2 separate regions of the Sus scrofa genome follow, and region 2 is linked to region 1. Evidence: chromatin contacts called from public HiChIP or PLAC-seq data. All regions are on one chromosome and are shown on one strand. The core of a region is the stretch at or near the end of the contact, and the rest is flanking DNA. Distances in the headings are between cores, read along the strand shown. Region 1 overlaps DDX56 (DEAD-box helicase 56). Region 2 overlaps CAMK2B (calcium/calmodulin-dependent protein kinase type II subunit beta).

The links. HiChIP or PLAC-seq counts read pairs in DNA pulled down with a chosen protein or histone mark.
Region 2: an H3K27ac HiChIP or PLAC-seq map of skeletal muscle shows a contact between it and region 1. The contact joins two enhancer-like sites. A contact is called at or near these places in 1 of 47 Hi-C or Micro-C datasets (liver) and 1 of 2 datasets of contacts at active chromatin or transcription factors (skeletal muscle).

What each region holds. Positions count from the first base shown.
Region 1 is chr18:50,712,755-50,719,208 of Sscrofa11.1, reverse strand. It overlaps DDX56 (DEAD-box helicase 56), which reads right to left. Exons shown (of 14, transcript NM_001244543.1): 13 at 4,910-4,983; 14 at 4,242-4,508. The coding sequence ends at 4,437. Among named protein-coding and RNA genes, the nearest start is that of DDX56, 10 kb to the right of the region's middle. Within about 2 kb of position 2,423, at least 7 of the 83 cell types and tissues checked have an H3K27ac peak or open chromatin away from gene starts, as enhancers often do. A contact at or near this core is called in skeletal muscle, where this site is marked.
Region 2 is chr18:50,912,641-50,918,431 of Sscrofa11.1, reverse strand. It overlaps CAMK2B (calcium/calmodulin-dependent protein kinase type II subunit beta), which reads right to left. Exons shown (of 19, transcript XM_021078650.1): 3 at 3,642-3,701. Among named protein-coding and RNA genes, the nearest start is that of CAMK2B, 53 kb to the right of the region's middle. Within about 2 kb of position 2,656, at least 1 of the 83 cell types and tissues checked has an H3K27ac peak or open chromatin away from gene starts, as enhancers often do. A contact at or near this core is called in skeletal muscle, where this site is marked.

The sequences.
Region 1 (6,454 bases), core at 1,174-3,673:
GTGATCATTTCTGCTGTGCAACAAAGTCAGTCAGTTAAACACATACGCACATCCACTCTCTTTCAGATCCTTTTCCCACCCAGAGGGTCACGGAACATTGGGTAGAGTTCTCTGGCTATACAGCAGGTCTCTGTTGGCCAATCACTCCGCATACCTCAGTGTGCATGTGCCAACCCAAACCCCCCCAGCACATCCTTCAGAAGTTTTCATGAACACCAGCGAGTCCCGGTCAGGCCCAGGGACACACCAAGAACTCAGCACGGTGCCTGCCACCAAGAGCTCCCAGGCCAGGTGTAGACCAGGCCCCAGAGATGAGCTTGATGAGGTCAAGGCAGTGACAGAGATACACAGAGAGAAAGATGCCCAGCTCAGCCAGCGGGTCGGGAAATCTTCCTGGAAAAGAGGCAAGAAGGGTTCCACACGCGAAGTTTTTGCCAAATTCAGTAAATAAGAAAGAGGACAGCCAGCTAGACTGAAATTTCAGAGAAACCCATGGCATATGGAAGTTCCCAGGCCAGGGATCGAATCCAAGCCATGTCTGCAATGTACACCACAGCTGCAGCAACACCAGATCCTTATCCCACCGTGCCAAGCCTAACATCAAAACAACGTCACAGGGACAAGCCGGATCATTAACCCACTGTGCCACAGCGGGAACTCCTAGAAAGTTACACCCTTTATCACTGCATCTCACACATGAGGTTGGACTCAGAAAGGAAGGACTGGGCTGGACCTTGATCCAGAGCAGAACCCAACAATCTGAACACCTTCCTACTCTGCCACTCAGCCAGGTAGCACTGGGTTGGCTACTTATTCTCTCCAAGCTGCAGGGTTTTTTTTTTTGGGGGGGGTGCTTTTTAGAGTTGCACCCGCCACATATGGAAGCTCCCAGGCCAGGGGTCAAATTGGAGCTGCTGCCGCCAGCCTACACCACAGCAATGCAGGATCCAAGCCATGTCCTCAACCTACACCACAGCTCACAGCGTCAGATCTTCAACCTGCCGAGTAAGGCCAGGGATCAAACCCACATCCTCATGGATACTAATCAAGTCCTTTACTGCTGAGACACAGCGGAACACCCAAGCCGCAGTTAACCAATCTGTAAAATGGGATGGTTGTGGAGACATTAAAGCTTTTGCCTCTCAAAGGCCAGTCTGAGGTCCAGCAGCACTGGCTCCCTCAGGAGGGGAACTTGTTAGAAATCTCAGACCCTGCCCCAGACCTGCCTTCTAAAAAGCCTCTGCCAGAGAGTTCCTGCAGTGGCACTGTGGGTTAAGAATCCAACTGCCCCAGCTTGGGTTGCTAAGAGGTGTGAGTTCAATCCCAGCGCAGTGCAGTGAGTTAAAGGATCCAGTTGCCACATCTGCGGCTGGGATTCAATCCCTGGCCTGGGAACTTCCATATGCAGCGGATGAGGCCATAAACATTTTTTAAAAAGAAGCTTCTACCCTCCAGTGTGCATCACAGTTTGAAGGGCACAGTAGCAAAGCCACCCCGACAGGATTGAGGGGCCAGCACAGGGCTGGGCACAGGCCCCCGCATGAATTCCGCTTGGTCTGCAGTGCTTCCCTGAGACACTGGCCCTGAAGACCAAAGTCCCAAGAACAATTAATTCCCCAAATGCTGAGTCACCAATCCTCAGCAGATGGAGGAGAGAATTAGCTGGGATGGGAAACGCACTTCAACTGGCCCATGATCTGGGTCCAGAGGTTTTTAGGGGCTCTGTTCTGTGTTTACCAGCATGGCGCTCAACTATCTAATCAGGGTGCTCCCCACTTAAAATCCACCGGCACCTCTTTGTAGCCTTTGAATTGTATTCTCTCTTCTAAGTGATTTAGTTTCTCAGCTTTTGCCGACTATGGTGACAACCGCTTTGGTTTCCGTTTCGCTCCAGGATCCCTCCCGCCCAGAGGACTCACACATGCTGTCCCCTCTCAGGACTGCTCTTCCCGCCCAGCGTTCGGCTCCCCCGATTCCTTCCGTCGGGGGAGGCCCCAAGTGCCTGGTACCCTCGATGTCCCAGGAAGGTGATGGCTAGCCATCAGTGCGCTGGCTGGAGGGCACTGCCCCCTTCCTTCTGCCCCAGCCCAACGTCTACACCTGGCAGCCCGAACAAGTGTTGGCAGAGCACACAGAGGCTTCATGGAGTCTGCAGCTTGCGGGGGTCGGGATGCATTGAAAGCATGATCCCTGACCCCTCGAAAGCCCCTGGCATGCAAGGGGACGCTCTGTCCATCTCCCCTAGGTCCCAGCACACAGCTGGGACACAGCGGTCCCACCCAGGCCTACGTGTGCGTGAGACTGACAGCCAGGGGCAGAGATGGTCAGCACTTTACTGACCCCTTGCCAGGAGCCCTGTGCGTCAGCCAGCCTGGAAACCGCCGCAAACAGGCCAAGTTTATCTGTTGCTTGGTGAAGCTGAGTTTATGGCACGCTAACCCCACCTCTTAGCTGCCAGGCCCAGGTCACTGATCCTGTGTCCCAGGGCCTGTCCAGTTGTTCCAGACATGCTTGTCAAGGACAGAGGTTTTGGTGTCAGTTAGACAAGTCCAGCTCCTGGGCCTGTTTCCCACCCAGAAGTGGACAGCAGCGCCTGCACCCAGGGCTGTGTGGGGACTGAGTGGGACACGTGGGTCCCTCTGCGCATCCAGGACATGGGGACACACTGATCTCTAACCCACGCAGCTCAGATTCCACTGCCAGGGCCCATCCCGGCTCAGGGAAGGTTACATATACACAGCTCAGCTCCCAGTGCCTGGTGGGGGAACCTGCCCCGTGTTGAGAGCGCACAGGCAGCATCCCTACCCCTCTGTGGGTCACTGGAGCAAGCCTGTGACGATGTCCGAGTCCTGCCCAGCCTTCCCCTGCCCTGTGACTGATGCCAGCTACGTTCTCTGAGCCTCGGCCCCCTGCCAAGAAATCGGCATGGCCTTATGTCAGTACAATGCTCAGCACAGGTCTCAGCACTCGGTCCCCAGCTCTGTCCCCAGGGGAGGACACAGCCCGAAGTCCTCTTTGACAAGGGACACCACTGGGGAAACACAGGGCGCCCACTCTGTGGCATCAGGGCTGATTCTGGATAGAAGCGCATTGGCCAGGATGCCTGGGGGGCGACAGGGTCAGAGGGACAAGGAGGTTACAGCAAGAGGCTGGCACACCACCTTAGAACAGGCGGCCTCCCAGCATCCAGGGCTCTCAGGTCCCCAGAGCCAGGTCTCAGCTCCTCATCCTCCTGGCAGAAGGTCTGACAGGAACTGAAGCCAGCCGCCAGGCAGGGGAGCGGGGAGCTCTCCGTGCCGGCTCCTTCCACAGCCCGGCGCCGTGCATGCCGCCCCGATGCGGTGCAGGGCCCACAGGCGCCCACACAGCTGCCATCTGCGCAGCTCTGATGCCCCGAGGCACAGCCCAGGGATCCTGGCGGCGTCATGCTCTCACCCTCGCTGCTGATCCCACCTGAGCCAAGCCCCTGGCTCCCTGACACCCTCGGAGCAGGGGCAGGAAACGTGGCGACGCGCCACCTGACACCCAAGCCCGGGTCCGGCCACACCCTAACAGCCCCGGGCCCTCCCGCCCTAGGGACCAGGACCCGGGGTGCCGACCCCACCGCCTATTTTTCTTCCTGAGGGAAACATCGAGCACTCCTGACCTTCTCCCCAGCTCCCCCACCCGCACCCCAGGTACCCTCACCGCCCGGCCTGGCGAGGCCTGCTAAGCAGGTGATGGTGGCACTGTGATTCACGGGCACAGTCAAGGGCACTGAGTCATCAGTGTCCCCCTCCTGCAGACAGCCCCCTCCTCCTGCGGGCTGGGACCCTCTCCCGTCAGCCTGGCAGCTGAGCGGAGGGCAAAGAACAGGGCAGGGGCATGTCACGCTGTCGCCAGGGCATCACAGCACACACAGGTGCACCGAGCAGCCTGAGGGAGGGCAAGGCCGACCTGCCAGCACCCCGCCATGTAGGTCTCATCAGGAGAGCCCGCCTTCCCCGCTGATGAACTTGTTTCCAGGCCTCAGGGAAGGGAGGTGGTCAGCGCAGCCCCAGACAGAAGGCCACGGAGCAGCCAGGCCAGGGACCCAGGCCAGGGCTAAGAGGCACCAGGTCGCAGCACGGCACGGCTGACCCCTTCTGACCAAGGAGGCACTGTGCAGAACGGGCAGAGAGCCAGGCACGGCTTCCAGGAAGCAGCTTCAGACTCCCACGGTTTCCAGGGATGGTCCCTTCCTCCAGGCAGGAGGCACAAACCAGGGCAGCTAGAACCTTTATTCTGTTAAAGGCAAGGCGCCATCGGGCCGGGATGTGGGAGGCCACAGTTCTGCCTGCCCCGAATGCAGTCCGCCCAGGCTGGGAGTCAAGCGCCCTCCAGGCTCGGGAACCTGCTCCACCCTGTCCTCCGCCCCGGGAGAGGCCCGAGATGGTAGCTGAGGCCGCCCGACCACCTCAGGAGGGCTCGGCTCTGCGTTTCTCTCCTCGGTGCTTGAAGCTGCGCAGTGGGTTCTGGGTCTTCACCTTCTGCAGGGGGAAGGGGTAGCTTAGCTGGGGGGCCAGTCCATCCACACAAGACAAGACAGACTCGGATGAGCAGGTGGTGCTGCCACCTGGCACGTTCTACGGGCCCCACGCCAGGGACAGACGCTGCTTCGGGCGCTGCAGAGGCCCACCTTCCTCCTCCTGCAGCCTGGAGGGTCAGGAGGGCAGTAGGGACGGGCCAGCAGGTCCTCCTTCGCTCCTGAAGCTGCCCATGGGTGGCCAAGGGAGACCCTCAGGCCCCACGACTCTGATCTGTGGCCAGGAGCTGGGGGCCGGTTCTTGGGACCTCACTCCTCCCTCCCGGGGGCGAGCACACCCTGGTGACAATGGAATGAGGTGGGAAGAGAGCCCTGCAGCCATTGCCAAGGCCCCCGGAGACATACCTTGGCCTTCTTAGCGGACAGGGGCTTCTTCCGCTTCTTGTGTGGGCGGACGAGGCCGCGAAGAGCAGGAGGAACTGGAAGAGACGTTGGGCTCAGCTTTCGGCCTGGTCCCCCTACCCCTCAGCCTGCCTGTGGCAAAGCCCACCAGCGCCACCCTGCGGTGGCCCCCAGCGCACGCTCCCACTCTGACCCGGTGCCCAGCTCTCCAGTCCTCGCTCAAAACACCTAAGGACACACAGCTGGCCCCAGGGGTGGGATTATGGGGACGTCAGTTGTCTGTTTTAATTTTTTTTAAGTCTTTTTGCCTTTTCTAGGGCTGTTCCCGTGGCATATGGAGGTTCTCAGGCTAGGGGTCAAATCGGAGCTGTAGCCCCTGGCCTACATCACAGCCACAGCAATGCCAGATCCGAGCCACTTCTGGGACCCACACCACAGCTCACGGCAACGCCGGATCCTTAACCCACTGAGCAAGGCCAGGGATCGAACCTGAAACCTCATGGTTCCTAGTCGAATTCGTTAGCCACTGAGCCACGACGGGAACTCTATGACGTCAGTTGTCTATAACACTTTTCTACAGGGTTTAAATCTGTCACAATAAGTGTGTAACAGGAGAAAGAAAATAACATTCAAGAAAGAAAATGCTGCTAAAAAAAGCCTACGTGTAATTTCCTCCTCTGCAGCCCCTCCCCCTCCCCCTTCTCCGCTTGCCGGGCGCCACCATCAGCAGGCGCCACCATCACTGCTTATGACCTGCACAGGGTCCTTGGCCTCTGCCCCCTCACCCGCCCGGGGCACAGGGTCCCATCTGGCCAGGCCGAGGTCCTGACAGGCCTCCCGGCACCACACCAACGGACCCTCCCACCTCACCTTGACCCCTTCAGGCCTTCCGGCCACTCGCTCTTGGCAACGACTTTGCTCCCAGGGAGATGGAGGTCCCTCCCACCCCCCTTCCCCGTCTCCCTCCTCAGACCCGGACCCCCGCGGCTGTGCAGCTGTCCCCTCCAGCTCACTGTCCTGGGGGGAACTGGCACCCCCGCCAAGCCCTCTGGCATTTTCCTATCTCTTCGGGATCCCTCCCTTCCGCTTACTCAGGCCTCTCCTGCCACACCTGCCAGCTATGCCAGCCCGAGGGGATGCGGGGAAGGAGGTTGGCACTCACCACCCTTCTCCCTTAACCCACTTTCAGCATCTTCAGCATCAAAGTCACAAGCGTCGCACAAGGGACATGGATACCCAGGTGTAAAGCGGGCCAGGCTCCTGAACACCCCAGTTGGCTTTGGCCTCGTCCACACCACAGAAACCATCCTCTGGGCCATTCTTGACCCCACAGCTGCAACCAGGACATCCCATGCCCACAAGGCGCAGGCAGGCCCGCTCTCTAGCCCCATGGCCAGCTGTTCTAGAGACTCCAGCCACCCCACCCCAGCGTGGCCTGGTCACAGCCCGTGTCTCCTCCAGCGCGAGCAGCACTGCCTCCCCCGTGTGACCCCCCCACACCGTCCGCACAGGCAGCTGCTTGGCCAGGGACTGGCTCTCTTCCATCGG
Region 2 (5,791 bases), core at 1,407-3,906, 200 kb before region 1:
TGAGGAGAGGCTAGAGGGAGGCTGAAGAGGAAGCTGGAGGGAGGCTGAGGGAAGCCTGGAGGGATGCTGAGGGGAGGCTGCGAAGAAGCTAAGGGGAGTCTGAGGGGAAGCTGGAGAGAGGCTGAGAGGAGGGTGAGGGGAAGCTAAAGGGAGGCTGGAGGGGAGGTTGAGGGGAGGCTGTTTGGAGGCTGAGGGGAGGCTGGAGAGAGGCTGAGAGGAGGCTGAGGGGAAGCTGGAGGGAGGCTGAGGGGAGGCTGGAGGGATGATGAGGGGATGCTGAGGGGAGGCTGGAGAGAGGCTGAGGGAAGGCTGGAGGGAGGCTGAGGGAAGGCTGGAAGGAGGCTGAGGGAAGGCTGGAAGGATGCTGAGGGAAGCCTGGAGGGATGCTGAGGGAAGGCTGAGGGGAGGTTGAGGGAAGGCTGAAGGGAAGCTGGAGGGAGGCTGAGGGGAGGCTGAAGAGGAGGTTGGAGGGAGGCTGAGGGAAGATGGAGGGAGGCTGAGGGGTGGCTGGAGGGAGGCTGAGGGGAGGCTGTTTGGAGGCTGAGGGGAGGTTGGAGGGATGCTGAAGAGGAGGCTAGAGGGAGGCTGGAGAGGAGGGTGGAGGGAGGCTGAGGAGAAGCTAAGGGGAGCCTGAGGGGAGGCTGGAGAGAGGCTGAGGGGAAGCTAAATGGAGGCTGGAGGAGGCTAGAGGAAGGCTGGAGGGGAGGTTGAGGGGAGGCTAAAGGGGGACTGAGGACAGGCTGGAGGGAGGCTGAGGGGAGGTTGGAGAGAGGCTGAGAGGAGGCTGAGGGGAGGCTGGAGGGAGGCTGAGGGGAGGTTGGAGGGAGGCTGGAGAGGAGGCTAGAGGGAGGCTGGAGAGGAGGTTGGAGGGAGGCTGAGGGGAGGCTGGAGGGAGGCTGAGGGGAGGTTGGAGGGAGGCTGAAGAGGAGGCTAGAGGGAGGCTGGAGAGGAGGGTGGAGGGAGGCTGAGGGAAGCCTGGAGGGATGCTGAGGGGAGGCTGCAAAGAAGCTAAGGGGAGCCTGAGGGGAAGCTGGAGAGAGGCTGAGAGGAGGGTGAGGGGAAGCTAAAGGGAGGCTGGGGAGAGGCTAGAGGAAGGCTGGAGGGGAGGTTGAGGGGAAGCTAAAAGGGGACTGAGGGGAGGCTGGACAGAGGCTGAGGGGAGGTGGGGAGGCTGGGAGGAGGCTAAGGGGGGCCAAAGGAAGGCTGAAGGGAGTCTGGAGGCAGGCTGAAGGCTACTATTTGAATCGAGGCTCTGCTTACTTCCCAGCGGGGCCCATTTTAACAGCGCTGTGGAATACGCTGCTCACAGTGCGCTCTGCTTCATCTCTGTCACCCTCAGCCTCTGGGGGCAGTGACGGAAGTTTGGGACGTGCTCACCTGCTAAGCAGCAACCTTTCCAGGTGCCTTTGACCCCCCAGTGAGGTGAGGGTGGAGCTGCGTCTCCACTCTGGGCGCCCTCCAGTATAGGGCGGGTGTCCGTAAATACACACTGAATTAGGAAGTCTTTTTTTTTTTTTTTTTGTCTTTTTAGGGCCACACCCACAGCATATGGAGGTTCCCAGGCCAGGGGGCGAATCGGAGCTGCAGCTGCCGGCCTACGCCACAGCCACAGCCACGCTGGATCTGAGCCGTGTCTGCGACCTCCACCACAGCTCATGACAACACTGAGTGAGGCCAGGGATCAAACCCACATCCTCACGGATACTAGTTGGGACCACTCAGGACCCAGCCAGAACCACACTGGGCGCCCAGGCGGAGGAGGGGCTTCTTGTTGAAGAACTGTCCCCAAACACCAACCCAAGGACACCTGCGTCTTCTCCACTAAGTAAGGGGCTCCTGAAAGTCACTCAGAAGGCGGCCCCACGCCCGCTCGGTGCTCAGCGGACGCGGAGGAGAGGGCTGACCAGGAGGGGCTGTGGGTACAGCAGCTGATGGGGTGGTGTCGGCCGGAAGCACCAGGCGAGAGGGTCATCCCAGGCCTGGGGGCTAGACCTGGACGGGCAGAGGGACAAAGGCCCGGGGGGGTGGGGGGAGCAGACTGGAGCCTGACTTCTGCCAAACACGCCCCAGCCAGTGAAGAGTGGGTGGGGGTCCCTGTGGACCCCCGTCTCAGCATTGCCTGGCGTGCTGGCTAAGACTCCGACTCCTGGGCCTGCTCTAGGCCTCTGAGTTGAACTTTCTGGGGGCAGGGCAGGCATCCACAGGCCATGATTCCCACAGACTCAGCCTTGAGTGGGCTGTGATTACAGAGTGTGGGCCCAGGCACCAGGGCTGCAGCAGCCCCGTGGCCCTGACCCAGGGACCTGCCCAGAAACAGGAGATCTGCCTTCCCCTGCACCTGCCGTCCGGGCCAGGACAGCTGGAGAAGACCAGCGACTGGTGCGGTCCCAGCCAGAGGGCACCAGCTCCCCATGACCAGCTCTGAGGGCCGCCAGCCCCTTCACGCAGCCGAGGCCCTGGGATGGGAGTGGCCTGGATCTGGCTGCTCAGCACAGCCTGGCTTTCCTTTTAAACAGAGTCCCCAGGGCCATCGGGGAACAACTGAACCCGAATGTTGGCAGAAGGGGCCCAGGAATCCACCCTGACAAGCTCCTCAGCTGCCCACTGTCCCTTGTGCCTCCTGGTGGCTTCCAAACATGAGCAAGGTCTGGGTCCCTGAAGTCCCCAAAGGGAAGAGAGGTGGAGAAGGACCGGCAGCTGTACAGTGGGGACAAGGGCCTCACACTGAGAGGGACGGGTGGAGGCTGAGAGGCCCCAGGACATCTGCACAGCTTCCGGGGTCTGGGGTCCCAGCAGCTCCTACGTTGTGTTGCCCATAGGGACTTGGCCTGGGGTTTCAAAAGAAGGGAACTACTGGCGGGCAGGGCAACCAAGACCCGCGTTCCCGGGGCTCCATGCGCCCCCAGAGGACAGCTGATCCCTGCCCCAGACAGCAGTTCTGGGGCCCCTGGCTGGGGATACAACAGATGGTCCCCAGAATCAGACCTCAGACCTCAGACCTCAGGCTGGAACTGCGCCTGGCATGGTCTCTGCCTAGTCTTTGCTTTACAAACATTTTTCTCCATAATCAGACTGTTGTGGCTTTTCTTTTTTTTTTTTTTTTTTTTTTTTTTTTTGCTTTTTAGGCCACACCCACAGCATATGGAGGTTCCCAGGCTAGGGGTCAAATTGGAGCTGTAGCCGCTGGCCTACACCACAGCCACAGCAACACCAGATCGGAGTGGAGTCTGCAACCTACACCACAGCTCACGGCAATGCCGGATCCTTAACCCACTGAGCAAGGTCAGGGATCGAACCTGCGTCCTCATGCTAGTCAGATTCATTTCCACTGTGCCATGACGGGAGCTCCCTGTGGCTCTTCTGAAGCCAAAGAACGTGAGAACCCTGTGTGTCTTCAGCAGAATCAGGGCTCAGAGCTACACAGCGGTGGGCGGGGACCGGGCCAGGAGGAGCCCAGCCTTGATCCCCCGCCCCAGGGGGCTGCCCCAAAGCCTCTGCAGGAAGGAGGAGACAGAGACCCTGGGGGTAGGACCCTTCTGTGGGGAAGGAAAGGGATACCTTTGGGACACCTTTGGGGTCCCTCTGCCGGCTGTACAGGAAAGCTGGGCCCCCGCCCCCACCCCCCTCGGAGGGCCGCTCACCGATGTTGGAATGCTTCAGAAGACGGCAGATTCGAGCCTCCCTCTCCAGCTTCTGGTGATCTGGGGACAGAAAGGGACATGGCATCACCTCATGCCCCTGCAGCCAGTAGCACCCCAGTGCCCGACTGCACGCTGGACAGGCCGCCACCACGGGGCTCACAGCCAGGGTGTGGCTGCCACTTTCCACAGCGTGGCCCCGGCTGACAGGCGCCTGCCCCGTGGACCCATCAGGGGGTGCCCTCTTGCCTCGACCTGGACCCCCGGCGGGCAGCGCTGGGGTCAGAAACAGCTGCCCCTGCCTGGAGGAGAGGACCTCCAGAGGCAGGAATGGAAGTTTCCCCAGATGACTCAGGAAAAGGCCATCCAGCAGCCACAGAACGGACAGCACCAATTTCATCCTTCACTTATTTGTCCTCATTCTAGACTCCAGCGGAGCTTCCAGCAGAGGCCTAGTTTTTTCTTTGGAGGCGGCTGTGGGGCCGGCCGAGCAGCGTGCGGGGTCTGCGACTCTGGCTGGACACGTGGGGAAAGGGTGCTCGACCCGCCCCTCGCCCCATGCACAAACCTGCAAAACACCGGCCTGCATTTGGAGGGGCCCTGGTAGTTTATGCAACATCGGCAAGCCTCAGCCCCTAAAACCTGGCGTCCCCCGTCCACCAAGAGAGGCACATGCCCTGGGTTCCAGAGGCTGCCCCCTCAAGGCCTGAGCGACTTATCCGCCAGAAAGTGTACCTTTCAAAGAAACAGAGGTGCCAGGAGGATTTTAGAAGCTGGCTGGTTTTAGAAGATTGTTACAGCCAAAAAAAAAAAAAAAAAACCTGGAAAAAAAACCACATTTCCACTGACTGGAGAAGAGAGAAATAAGTGTGGCTCTCATCACACCGTGGAACACACCCATCCACCCGTGTGCATCACCCCAACCTCCCCGCGGGAGGCTGAGCGGGAAAGGCCGCACACAGAGGAAGAGCCAAACTCCGCTTCGTTCAGGTCGAGGTCAGTGCACACGGCACACGTGTGGCCGGACAGCAAGAACAGGAGGGGGTTTTCTGAGTTCAGGACGGCGGCGGCCCCAAAGAGGGATGTGACTGGAGAGGGGGGGCGCCTGCGGCCTGGGGCCCCCCACACCCCCCCTGCTTGCACTGAGCCCCTTACAGCAAAGGGCCTGGGGAGAACATTTATACACCAGACAAGACCACAGGACCGCTGGGTTCCCCCGGGAACTCCCGGCAGCCCTCACTGCTGGACACGGTTAATGCGTTAATTACAAAGTGTCCTCCGAGGCAGTAGAGCCCCTCGAAGGCCATCCCTGCCTCTGCTGGGGCAAGAGACCCAGCCACCAACAGGTCCCCCTGCAGGAAGGGAGCCTGCCAACCCATCTGTGGTCAGCGCCCCCTGGGCCGCCTGAACCCGGGCCTACTTGCGATCGCGTGTGAGTGGGAAAGTCATGCCTGCGGACAGGAATCTCTCTGGGAACACGTCGGGCACCCAGCTGGCTCTTCCTCCTCTCAGGATGGGCACTCAAGCTTCCCGAAAATGCTATCATCTCCCTGAGCTGCCCACCTGGCTCCCGCCTGTCAGGCCAGGCCCCTTGGCACTGGGAGGGCCCCAGCAGTACTGCAGGGCAGGGGCTGGTCCCTCGGGACAGTCCCTCACGCCCTCCCTGGCCCCCTCACCCCCACACCCAACGCAGCAAGCACTCGTGGGGCCATCCTGCTGGAGGGGAGGGAGGTAAGGCATCAGCAGACAGGAAGTAGCCGTGTCAGTGACACCAAGCAGCCCGAGAGTCACCATTAGGAGGGACGAGGGGAGGAGCTCTCGCTGTGGCGCAAAGGGATTGGCGGCATCTTGGGAGCACTGGGACGTAGGTTCGATCCCCAGCCCGGCACAGTGGGTTAAGGATCCGGCACTGCCGTAGCTGTGGCTTAGGTTGGGTCTGCAGCTTAGATCTGATCCCTGGCCTGGGAACTCCATATGGCGTGGGGCAGCCAAAAATGAAAAAAAGGAAGGATAAGTGGAAAATAGCCCAAGTAGCATGGGTTCCCCTGTTCCATAGGATGAAGCTCAAAAACAGGCAACACGAAACATAACGATGGGGGTAGCGTGTGTGCATATACGTGAGGCCCACTCTAGAGAGAAGCAGGGCAGTGGTC